Regions from separate parts of the Sus scrofa genome. Here region 2 is linked to region 1. Evidence: chromatin contacts called from public Hi-C data. All regions are on one chromosome and are shown on one strand. Each heading gives the region's core, a stretch centred on a gene start, on an enhancer-like site or on the middle of the called end of the contact. The rest is flanking DNA. Distances are from core to core; before and after follow the strand shown.

Evidence for each region. A called contact is a pair of places that touch in the nucleus more often than the background predicts.
Region 2: a contact with region 1 is called in a Hi-C map of liver, with 3 times the contacts expected there. The contact joins the promoter of SELENOT here to the promoter of SERP1 in region 1. A contact is called at or near these places in 6 of 47 Hi-C or Micro-C datasets (heart right ventricle, liver, mesenchymal stem cells and 2 more) and 2 of 2 datasets of contacts at active chromatin or transcription factors (alveolar macrophages and skeletal muscle).

Annotation. Positions count from the first base shown.
Region 1 is chr13:90,757,073-90,763,575 of Sscrofa11.1, reverse strand. It overlaps SERP1 (stress associated endoplasmic reticulum protein 1), which reads left to right and starts at 2,176. Exons shown (of 3, transcript NM_001243260.1): 1 at 2,176-2,649; 2 at 2,933-3,008; 3 at 4,187-6,503. The coding sequence starts at 2,566. The coding sequence ends at 4,227. EIF2A (eukaryotic translation initiation factor 2A) reads right to left here and starts at 1,933. Exons shown (of 13, transcript XM_021069601.1): 1 at 1,892-1,933.
Region 2 is chr13:90,815,216-90,821,585 of Sscrofa11.1, reverse strand. It overlaps SELENOT (selenoprotein T), which reads right to left and starts at 3,177. Exons shown (of 5, transcript NM_001163408.1): 1 at 3,007-3,177. The coding sequence starts at 3,143. It also overlaps the pseudogene LOC102163661.

The sequences.
Region 1 (6,503 bases), core at 927-3,426:
ATTTTAAGCACTGTAAGAAAAGTGTCACTCTTAGTTAATCTGACTACAAAGAAAGTAGTTGTCCTTCATTAATTTATTCCTCCATTAAACATTGTGTCTACTGTTTACCAGACACTGTACTTGGAACTGAGAAGAAAGGGAGGAATACGCCTCTGCTCCTGCCTTTAAGGTGTTCACAGTATAGCAGGAGAGGAAAGCACCTAAACAACCAGATAATTATCCTATGTCTTAAGTGAAAAAAAAATCCAAGTATATATGAGGCACAAAAATTGCCTGGTGAGAGAATGACTACTTAGGAAAAGGAAAGACTTTACAAAGTAATGGTGTCTAAAACAAAATTTCAAAAATAAAAGGAAATCAGCCAAATCAAGAGGAAGAGGGTAGTGTTAGACTGAGGAAACAGGTTATTCAAGGGTTTTATAAGCAGTTCAGTATTGATGGGGAACAAAATAGGATGGAATGGCCAGAAATAAAATGAATGCCAAGCATGTTATAAAGGTTCTATATGCTATGCTATGCTATGCTAAGCAGGATGGAATTTAACCTTGTAAGCAGTCACTGTAAGGATTTTAAAAGGGAAGAAAAAGGATCAGATTTGCAATGTGCTAATTTTTAAATTAAAGTTCAAATAAGCATTTAGTATTCCAAAATTGAGGAACATACATGCTACCTTTATGATGCTAGAGAAACAAATTCATTTAATTATGTAATTACACTTTTTAAACAGTATGCGTCTGGCATATTATCTAACAAATTAGTATTTGATAAATGTTCTCTTTTTCTTTTAAGATCGCACCTGCAGCATATGGACGTGCCCAGGCTAGGGGTCCAATGCATCCTCACGGACACTTACATTGGGTTTTAACCCGCTGAGCCACAACAGGAACTCTGTATTTGATGGATGTTTGATGAATGAACTGTGGTAGCCAGATTGTATATGAATGGCCATGGTGTTTAGCAACAAAGATTTCAAAATGTAATGGTAAAAAGTGCAAAAGCTTTTTAAGCTTCCTTTCAAGTCTTGGGGGAAATAACCTCTTTCCTCAAAAGCAGACCACCTTTCTCTCAATTGCTTCTTTTCCCTTCCATACGTTATTAAGTTATTGGTAACTTAATTAAAGCCTTCTTTTCCCTCCCAACTCCTCTCTAAGAAGATGACGCTCATATGAGACTCCCAGCCAATCATTACTCTAATCCAGAGTCATTGCAGACATTGTCCAAGACTAAGTTTATTTTCTTCTCCAACATTATAAACTCTACTTCAGCTTCAAAACCTCAGAAATCCTGTAATATCTGAACGTTGCTACTTTATAATGCTCACTTCCACCACTCCAGACCACAGAAATCCAATGAAAGCCTACACCACCACAGGTCCACTTGCTCTACTCAGTCCTACAAATTTCATAAAGTCAAGGAGTACAGGATTTGGTATTACTTAAATTCAAATATATTTAATGTGTTTAGTTATTCTACTGGACTAAGCCATTTGTTTACTTTTTCCGCCTTATTACAGAGCTAAATGTCTGCACACTGTCAACAAAGCCTGTCGCAACCTGGTAAGCGTACGTGTTACATCAGTACTGCAGACCCAAGGCAATAAATCCCGCTAGCACTCTCTGTTCTTAAGCCCCTTCCTCTATTCCTGTAGACCTTGTAGTGTCAGGGAATAATGATGGATGGGCAATAGGGAGGGGGAATGCTGGAGCCCAGAGGCGGGGGCCTCACTTCCGATTGCCACGCTACACCAAGAAATCCAAAAGGCCCTCCAGCTCTTCTACAACCAATAAGAAAAGGTAAATCTAACTCAGAGGCTCCTTGGGTAGTCCCAGAGGGAAAAGACACAAAAAAATACTGCTCTGAAGAAGCACTCCCTTGGTTGCTCGGAACTCACCTGTCAGGAGCGGCGCGGACGGCGCCATCTTGTCCCGGGAAGAGAAACTCTTACGCCTGGGTCAGAGTTCACGAGGGCCGAACCCGGCCCCAACACGTCTCCTCCGGCGTGCAGACTACGAACTGGTGTTTCCGGGGCCACCGGCCTCGGGGCTAACTCGCTTCCGGTTGGAGAGCTTGAACGGGCACTGGCGGCTCTGGGGCTACCCTCTACGGAGCGTGAGGGGGCGGGGCTAGAGCCGGTGCGTCGGTCTTCACCCCTCCCTCTCCGTCTTCCTCGGCAGGCGGAGCCCGCCCAGTGCTGACGTTGGCAGCCGAACCCGAAGTAGTTCGAGCCGACGGGCTGCGCTGTCCGGTTGTTGCGTTGCATTTCCTTCCTCTCTCGCTCCACGCTCCAGCAGCGGCCAGAGCAGCGGCGCGAGAATATCCCGGCGGCCTGCTCTCCTCCTTCGGCGCGCCCTCTCGCTCGGCCAGCGTCGTCAGTCAGTCGTCAGTCAGTCGGTGGCCCGCGCCCGGCTAGCGCTCAGGCCCAGCGGCCAGAGCTAGCGCCCAGCCTGAGAGCCAACTCGCTCCGGCGGCGCGGGCACCGGGAGTGGAGTGTGGGTCTCGGGGGCCCTAGGGCAGGCGAGCGAGCGAGGCCGAGGGGTGACCGGGGCAGGTCGTGGCGCCGCGAAGATGGTCGCCAAGCAGCGGATCCGTATGGCTAACGAGAAGCACAGCAAGAACATCACCCAGCGCGGCAACGTCGCCAAGACCTCGGTAAGGGAAGAGCGGGCGCCCCTCTCTGTTCCGCCAAGGCCCGGGGCTCCAGGGCCGCGTCGAGCTCTCCTCCCAGACCCGGCCGACTCAGGGGCTGGAGGCCACGAGTTGGACGCTAAGTTGGGAACTCTGGGAGGTGGGTGCCGGAGCTGGGCGGCTCGGGATCGCAGGGAGACCTGTCGGGTGCGGGGACCCAGCGACCTGGCTCGGGGTGCAGGCGGTGGGATACCAGGGTCAGAGTGGGTTTTTTTGCATTGGAAACCGTGGATTTGCCTTTTTGCAGAGAAATGCTCCCGAAGAGAAGGCGTCTGTAGGACCCTGGTTATTGGCTCTCTTCATTTTTGTTGTTTGTGGTTCCGGTAAGTGTTTTGTAGCCACCATCGGGTAGGGTGTTGGATGACGGGTTCGAGATGACGTGGTGACCATCAGTGGTGAATCCTGCCGCGGAGTCTCAACCCACCTGCTGGGAGCCCCGCATAATTCTGTTTCATCTGAATCGAATTACTTGTCCCACATATGCACAGAGGGTGGTGCTCTAGAAACTTCTCCCCGCTTGATTTGCGTTCACAGAAGAGTAGAAAAGGAGGTCAGGTCCTTAGTAACGATCTAGTTGAAAGAAATGTAGACCAAAACAAGAAACAAAAACACCTCCCAGAATAAGAATTTAGAATGTTTTGCAACCTTTGTTGCAAAAGAGAAACTTAGGAACTTCATGTACATGTGGATGTTCGAACTTAATTTAACGTATTCCGTAAATCTAAGGTCTGTATGTCAAAATTGGTTACGTCTTATAAAAAAGTAAATCTGATGCAAAGAATTGATTCACTATAGAAGAAATGTAGCTGATTGACAATTTAATGTGTGAAACAAATGTTTTTAGTTTAAAAAAACGTTTGACATATGGTAGGAAAAATTAGTTATGAGCGCAGCCTTCTGTAGAAGTAGACTCTTGCCTTTGCAAATGGATTATAGAATGTCTTTCCTCCATTTATTTTATTTTAGTATGCAAGCTGTTAATACGGAAGTAATGTTTCTGTTTTCCACATTCTGACATTTTAAAGTTACTGAGATTTGTTTTAAACATTTCACTTTTCCTGTCTGCTAAACGTACCAATTGGAAGCTTTCCTGATAAATGGCCAAGAGCCAAGCAATTTACATAACCTAAAGATTACTGAATTTCAGTATTGTGAGAATGAGGAAGTGTGTATGTATAACAGGCCAAGCACACCTAATATCTAGGGTAAAACCAAAATAAGTCTATGTTAGAAAAAACCTGTTTGCTTTGGTGCTTTAATTGCTCTTTAAAAATCACTGCTTATTTGCTAACTCTTTTAGACATTTAGGATAAAATTCAGGGAAGCTGAGACTTAAAATAATTGTTTTATTAAGGTAGGCCTCTCTTCCCACTGCTATGAAGTTACATAGCATTTGCAAGTAATTATAAGAGTTTTCTTGGATTCTTGAACTTAATATTTGTCAATTACCAGGCCTATTTTATTCAAAGCATATTTTAATACTTGCTCTTTCTCTTTACAGCAATTTTCCAGATTATTCAAAGTATCAGGATGGGCATGTGAAGTGACTGACCTTAAGATGTTTCCATTCTCCTGTGAATTTTAACTTGAACTCATTCCTGATGTTTGATACCCTGGTTAAAAACAATTCAGTAAAGCATCCTGCCTCAGAATGACTTTTCATATCATCCTTCATGTGTCATTCCAAGGTTTCTTCACAAGTCATTCCAAGTTTTCTAGTCCATACCACAGTGCCTTGCAAAAGCACCACATGAATAAAGCAATAAAATTTGATTAAGCTACAGTAGTGGACCCTACTTATTCAGTCAGTAAAGAGTAAATTTTTTTTAATGTGGTTATTAGAACAGTATATAGATAATTAGGTTAAATATGTGTAGACAGGGTCTAGATTTTGTTAGCCCTAATGTGTAAATGCAATTAGCATAATTTAAAATTTGGAATCCTATGGTTTTTATATAGCTAGGCACTTTATTACTATCTCTTGAAAGCACACTCCCTTATAGGGCCATGTAACTGTCCTGTAACAAGGTGCTTATAAATGGAACAACCACAGTTAGCCTAGTTTTCCCACAATTTTTAGCACCTAAAATTTTTAAAAAGCTTCTAAATGCCTCATATAAAGGGAGATGCTTAGATCCACAATGTCTAATTTAACAGTATTATTTCTATTACACTACCTTGGATTTTGCATGAGTGAATATACTAACCTAAGATGCCGTAAGAAGACAACTTGGTTGAGCATTTTGTTCACTTTCCTTAAAAATAACCATTGTGGAATAAAGTCAGGGAAGCTTTGTCTATATCTCCATCGATTTTACCAGGATTACTTTAATATATCAAAGGGGTCTATTATGCTGGACGTTTTTGGGAGAAAATACTACTAAAAATCAATGCCTCATCAGGACATACTGTTGAGTCGAGTGTGCCATAACACATCTTAGCATGTTAATAGCACTTTTAATACCAAAAAAGGCACATCAACTGAAACGTTACACTTAGTTTGGAAATGATTTTTCTTGATTTATGATTAAAATTGTTAGGGTACTGGATACATCAGCTTAAAGTGTCATGTGAAATTAAATGGATTTCCTGATAAGGATCAGTCTTTTGTCTTCCCTTTGTTGTATGATTTTATAGGTTATGATTGATCAAACTTTCTTTTTATTAATGGTAAGGGTTAGTGATAAGGCAGGCTCTGGGTTTTCTGATACTGTTGAAAATTGCTGGTATTGGCTATTTAAATGCTTAGCCATAACTTCATAAAAAAGCCTGAGAAGTGTCTATGTGTTAATGAATTGGAAAGAAGCCCGCTTGTTTGCTTTGTTAATTGCCTCAGGATATCTCTAAAATAAGCTGTTTTAAGAGAAACAGAAGGGAAATCTACTACCTAGTTTATACACAGTGTAAACCTCAGATCTTCTGACACCCCTTAAGTATATGGGAGAATGAGGGAGAGGAGTGGTTAAAAATGTTTGGGAACTTGACTACTCTGGAATAAGAAAGGAATCAGCTGACCTTGGGCCAGCAGGTTTTTATTGTCTGCATTGTTACCTGCCTTTCTCACCCAGGAAGTCAACCAAGTACTTATTTCCCCTTTGAAACAAGTGTCTTGATTACCTAATTCTGTTTTAACTTTAAAAATGAAAGTTATTGTTCTAAATTCATAGCAGGTGCCTTATTCTTTGTTTTGAGTCAAACCATTCCATATCAGACAGAATTTCCCGTGGTTTACTATAGACAATTGGCTTTAGGATGCTGAGGTGTTTTTTTGTTGTTGGTTTTTGTTTTGTTTTTTTTTTAACGTACAATGTCTATTCATTTGGCTGGTAAATTGGTATAGTGGACAATCATTTTACATATGTAAAGTTGCATTCCCTTTGTATTTCGTATGTAATTACCAATTGAGTGCATTTTATATTAAGGATTATGCATGTTTGGGTTAATGAAAGCTATATCTTACTTGATTTATTCTTTAAAAATAAAGTTCCCTGAATATTTGATGCCTTCTAAAAGGAAATGATTTTATAGAGTTCTTATCTGAGTATACTTTTTATAGTTAATAGAAAATGATTTTAAAGAACGCTTGATGTGTTATACTTGAGTTAAAAGAAGTATCCAGAGGCACAGATTAAGTTTTATAACTAGGAATAGGTGACAAGAAAAATATATAAAAGCACAATAAATTAAATACTTTCCCACCTGGGATTTACCCTCACCTCATTGAGTCTGGTTCAAGGAAAAAGCACAGGTTTTTTTGTTTTGTTTTTTTGATCTCCCTTTCTGGGTTGAATTTTATATATCATCTAATGTTGAGCACA
Region 2 (6,370 bases), core at 1,928-4,427, 57 kb before region 1:
AATAAGCAGTAAGTATAATTTTTCCCCAAATATGCAATCGGTGTCATCAAACTTATCTAATTCAACTGCTCAATCAACTGACAGAAGAACCAAACACTCAGGTACATAAAGTAATACTGTGCATCACTGTAGGCTTCACAAGGAGCCACATCTGTCTTGTTCACCATTTTATCTTTAGCTCTTGCTACAAGCAGGTCTTGAATGAGAACTTACTGAAAAAAATACTGAAGGCAGAATGTGAAAATTTGTCTTAAGCTATTCTGTATGCTTGATCTCTAACCCTTCAATTCCATTTATATGTATTGTGCTGTTATTCTGTTCTATTAACAATTACAAAAGGGGCACAACAGATGATACAATGAGATAAAGTTAAATAAAGAGTACTCATGATAAATATAATAAGGGACAAAAATAACTGAAAGGAGTCGTTCCTGCTGTGGCACAATGGGTTAATGTAGTTTGTCTCTGTGGTGGCACCAGTTTGATGACCAGCCTGGTGCAAAGAGTTAAGGATCTGGTGTTGCCATAGCTGCAGTGTAGGTCTCAGCTGCAGCTAGGATTTAATCCCTGCCCTGGAAACTTCCGTATGTTGTGGGTGTGGCCATAAAAAAAACAGTAATTGAAAAGAAGGTAAAAACAGTTCTCTCCTTTGTTAAGGATGGTAATTAGTGAAAAGTTGCACTTTACAGCACTCAGATTTCAAATGGAATTTAAAGAATTTTCACATATTTATCCTCAATTGTCTTAGCTTCCTCCTCTTTGCCAAACAAACTTGCAAATGAACACCCAAGAGATTCTACCAAAACCAGAAATCAAATATTCACTTTACTACACAGATTAATATCTGGGGGGAAGAAGTAACAAACAATAAACTAAATTAACCTGTATTTGGTAGGGCATAGGGAAGATTAATAAAGTTATTTCCCATCTATAGATTTTTTTAAGTGATGCACTTTGTATGTAACATGCTCTCAGGATGATTGCAAAAGAAAACACTTTTATTAGTACAAGTTTGTACTTTTCTTTCTTTCTTGCCTTTTGTCCTTTTTAGGGCTGCACCTGTGGCATATGCAGGTTCCCAGGCTAGGGATCTAATCGGAGCTGTAGCCACCGGCCTACACCAGAGCCACAGCAATGCCAGATCCAAGCCGTGTCTGCAACCTACACCACAGCTCATGGAAACGCCGGATCCTTAACCCACTGAGCGAGGCCAGGGATTGAACCTGCAACTTCATGGTTCCTAGTCAGATTCGTTTCCGCTTCGCCACAATGGGAACTCCCATGCCTTTCTAATTAAAGGAAAAAATAAAAAGGGAAACAAAAACTAAGTATCAAAAGTTCAACTGATTTAAGACCATTTTAAAAGTTTAATTTGAAGGACTGAATGCCCTTCCCTACATCTGCTTATACATTTCCAAAACTGTTATATACCTTACTGTGAGGTACATTCATTAAATTTTTGTGACAAGTGTTCTAATTCAAGCACTTGTAAAAGTGTATTTTGGAAATGCACAAGTGAAACCAAAAAATACAGAATAGAAAAATTACATAACTTGGAAAATGTGGTCTTTTTAAAATTACTTAAATACAAAAATATCACACTTAATCCTTAACAGTATTTTTAGGTTGGTAAGATGACTGCCACTTTCTAATGGAAAAAAAAAATATGCAGAGGAAAAAAATCAAAACGGTCAAGCCATAATTCCCATTTAGTATCATACATGATGATATATGCCAGGCACAGAGTAAACAGTACAGGGAATGAATTTTTTTCATTCAGAAAGAAATTGCAGGGTTTTTAGTTTTCACTCCAAAAATAAACACCATCCTATTTTCTGATTCTCTTCAAACGTTACTTAAATTGATTTAATTTTAAAGATTTGCTTAGACTCCAAAGATTAAGCAAAAAACTAGTTGGGTAAGTAGAAAATCTAAACTTTAGTACCGTTACATTAAAATATGAAGTTTGAAAAAAGATGATTTTAAATGCTTTATGGCCTCTAATCTGACCATCCTATACTGAAATAAAGTCATCTTTTGAGATACAGGTTCTAATTTCCACAATTTTACAATTTTGGTTTTTATTTTTAATCTGAGCCTTTCAAACCTTCTCCAACACCACTTACCTTAGCATGTGCATTACTGCTCTGCTTCCAATACTTAACTAGGTAACAACAAAACCACTTACAGAACACCGTCGAAAACCGCCGGGTTGGGGGTGAAAAGGGTTGTTTCCTCTAATTTTCTGAATGTCCAAGAGATTTGAAAGGTAGAAAGAGATGCCAGAGCAGGGAACTCCCTGGAGGTGCGAGTAAGAGGAATGGGGGAGAAGACCCAGTTGTCTGGGAGCGAGCGGTAGTCAGAAGAGCGAGGTGCTCCTTTGCAAAGACATTTTGGAAACTGCAAACTGAGAACGAGCCTCCCGGACCCATCCATGCCTATTAGCTGTCAGAATCCCTATTCCCTCACCCGACAGTCACCCCGGCAGATCCTGGAGAAAAAGGCGTTTGTCGCTAGCAGGTCCCCCCCAACGACCTGAGTTAACCTTCACCAAACGGGGCAGCGACGCCACCTGGCAAAACCCGCGAAAGGCTAGGAGAAAAGTGAACCAAGTGACAAACGCTGGAAGCTCCTGCGCCGACACTGCGCCGACTCATGCCCACCACCGCAGAAAGCCGGGTAGCCATGGCGTGACGCCGCCGCCCGGTGCTCCAAGCGTCCCCGCGTCTGCGCCTTTCAGCATTTAACCTTCTTGTGTCCTCTTTCCCCACTCCTCCCACTGTATAAAGCAAAAGAGAAGTGAGCGGTTGTGCTTGGAGGCAAGGAGGGCGGCCTGGCCATTTCCGAGAAGAGCTCGGGAGAGGGCAAGCAGCGGAAGGCTGCTGGCGCCGTTCTTCCGGACCAGGGACGGTTAAGTCCTCTGGGCCGTGAAGCAGGGGCCTCGAGTAGTGAAAGGCGCCGGGCAGAGGAACACCGGCGCGGCTGGGGCCCGGCACATATACTCACCATATCTGGAATTTGAGCAGCGGCCCCGTGGCGTACTGCATCTTTAATCTCTTGCCAGGCACGCCTCCCATGTTGGCCGAGGCATCGCTCCGGACCACCGCCGACGCCGCCACCAGGAAAAGTAGCAGAAGCCTCATCATAAACGTGCCAGCCACTCCAGCCGCCCTCACACTAAGACTGCAGCCAGCCCAAGGCCGAGCCGGAGCCGCGAGCTGCTCCCCACCGCGCAGGCGCGATCCGCCAAGGTCGGGTAGGGAAGCAGGAATGCGCCTGCGTGTTCCGGCGCCCGCGCACGCTCTGGGAGGGAGAGCTGACCTGTTTCACGGTCCTGACCCACCATCTTGGATGTTTGCAGAGGCTCTGGGATAGAGTGAGATGATTAGGGAGGGACCTAAACAGCTGGTGGGACGTCAACGTAGCCTATTAATTATACCTCCTGACTACACCTGAGTTCCACATACACTTTCATGTAATTCGGACATTTATCTCCCTTGAGGCACTTAGGGACAGCTGTTTAACAGCTTTGATTCACGTGTGGGAGATACAAGAGAAAGCCTACGCCTTAAGATACATAATGTTTCACTCTTTGGTTGCGTGCTGCAGCCTTTTGTTTAAACTTGCAATATTGCTCTCGCCTAGAAGAATTTTTTTTGAAGACCTTTGGAAATCTTCAAATACAAGAAAATAATTACCTTAACTTGTCAACGACCTTTAACAATTACTGGCATTTGGGTATCTTACTTCTGTATAGCTCTAACCACTTCTCCACCAGAGAAGAAAATATCAGACATATTACCTCATCTATAGATTTTTAAAAGCATGTATCTCTAAAAGATATTCTTTTGGTGGTATTCTTGACCACAATACAATACCACCTTAAAAAAATTATTACTTAGTACCAAAATATTCACTGTTTAAATTTCCTGTCTTAATGTTTATTTTTTTATTGTTCATTTGTTCAAATCGGGACCAAAATTAAGTCTCAAAATTAATAAATGTCAGTCATTCTGGATCATTTAGCCCAGGTATTACAGTTATAAAATACATCAGTTATGAGTTCAAGAAACAGTAAGTTCTCAATAAATGCATATTCCTATAGTTCCTAATAGCCAATAACTTGAATGTAAGCACATGAACAAAAATTGTTTCCTAGGAGTTCCTATTGCAGCTCAGCAGGTTAAGAACCAACTAGTATCCATGAGGAGGCTGATTCAATCCCTGGCCTTGCTTAGTGGGTTAAGGATCTGGCATTGTGGGGAGCTGTGGTGTAGGTCTCAGATCCAGCTTGGATCTGGCTTGCTGTGGCTGCAGCGTAGACTTGCAGCTGCAGCTCTGATTCAACCCCTAGCCTGGGAACCTCCATATGCTGTGAGTGCGGCCCTAAAAAGAAAAAAAAAAAAAGTTTTCTAGTTCCTAGGAGTTCTCTTGTGGCACAGTGAGTTAAGGATTGGTTTTATCCCTGCAGGGGCTTGGGCTACTGGGTTTTATCCTTGGCCTGGGAACTTACATATGCTACAGGCACAGCCAAAAAAAAAGAAAAAAATTGTTTCCTAATTTAAGGATATAAAGTCAAAACACTTCATAATAGGGAGTTCGCATTGTGGCTCAGTGGTTAACGAATCCGACTAGGAACCATGAGGTTGTGGGTTCGATCCCTTGCCTTGCTCAGTGGGTTAAAGATCCAGCATTACCGTGAGCTGTGGTGTAGGTCACAGACGCCGCTCGGATCCTGAGTTGCTGTGGCTCTGGCTCCAATTGGACCCCTAGCCTGGGAACCTTCATATGCCACCGGAGCAGCCCAAGAAATGGAAAAAAAGACAAACAAACAAAAAAAAACCCCACTTCATAATAGTTGATTTCAGCTCAAACTTTAAGTGACTAAAAAGAAATCATATTTTAGGAGAAAAAGAACTGCAAAACCAAAGCCTACAAATGTTTTTAGTAATCACACTGATAGTGAGACTATTTTGTTTGTATTATTATTTGAAACTGAGTCCCCCTAAAAAACTGAGTTCTCCTAATGAGTATGATTAAACTTTCTAACTAAAGCTTTATTGTTTCTTGTCCTGCCTCTCTGTTCCCCTAAGGGTTGAGGAGTATCAAAGTGCAGATTGAAACTGAGCAAAACCATTTAGTGCCCCTCCCATGTACAAAAGCCCATCTGTGTCCTCTATTTCTTGTTTGTGGAAAAAAGACTTTAGTCTCCTAGGCTGAAGTTCCAAAGAGCAGACTCAAGCAATTACTAACTAAAGAAGTGAGGTAATGCAGAAACAAAGAAATCAGTCAAGTGAAAAAAGTAATAGCAACAGAGTTAGAGGACTCCTGAAGGAATATTTAATAATCCTATGCCTCACTCTCTGTTGTTCTGCAGAAACTAAGTCCCCTCCCATCCAGGCAGAAGATGGTGACAACATTCTGGCCATAAGGATATAGACCCCAGACTGGCTGGAACCAGAAGGTTGATGATTAAGTTTCCCCAAACATCATCCTGACCACCAATCAACCAGAAGAAAGTCCACAAGCTGGTCACATACCCTGCAACTGTCATCCCAATTCTGGCTTCAAAAGCCCTTCCCTGGAGTTTCCACTGTGGCACAGCAGGTTATCCTTCATTGTCTTTGCAGCAACTCGGGTTCTACTGAGGCAAGTGTTCCATCCCTGGCCCCAGGAACTTCCATATGCTGCGGGTATGGACAAAAAAATAAAAGTAAATGCCCTTTCCTGAAAGCCATAAGGGAGTTCAAGTCTTTTGAGTATTACCTACCTATTCTTCTTGCTTGGTGCCCTGCAATAAACACTGAACTTTTCTTACCACAACCTAGAGTAAGTAGACTGGCTTCGCTGCTCATGGGGCTCATGGGCCCAAGTTCCACTCAGTAACACATTCTAAGACTATTGCATGTAATGTGGTAAAACAAAGCAGGACCCTGAGGGGCCCTCTTGGTCACAAAAACCTTTTTGTGTCCCCCATTTCTAATTTGTAGGAAATACGTTTCATTCAGCTTCCTTGGCTTTCCTTGAGTTCCAAAGGGCAGATTCAAATAGGGGAGAAAGGGAATGCAGAAACAAGGGAGAAGCAGTCAGGAAACAATAGTGTAGACCTGCAGCAGGGTCAGGTCCACAACAAGTTCTCAGTGATAGTAGGATAAAGCAAATGAGTGATTATATTGCTATCAATGAGAATTGAACTTTTAGAGCAGGAGGAAGGAAACAGATTTAGGTTAATGTATTAAAATCATGAGAAAAGGAGTTCCCTGATGGCCTAGTGATTAAGTCTTGTCACTGCTGTGGCTCAAGTTATTGCTGTGGCTCAGTTTCGATCCCTGACCTGGGAAATTCTGCATTCCAAGGATGTGGCCAAAAA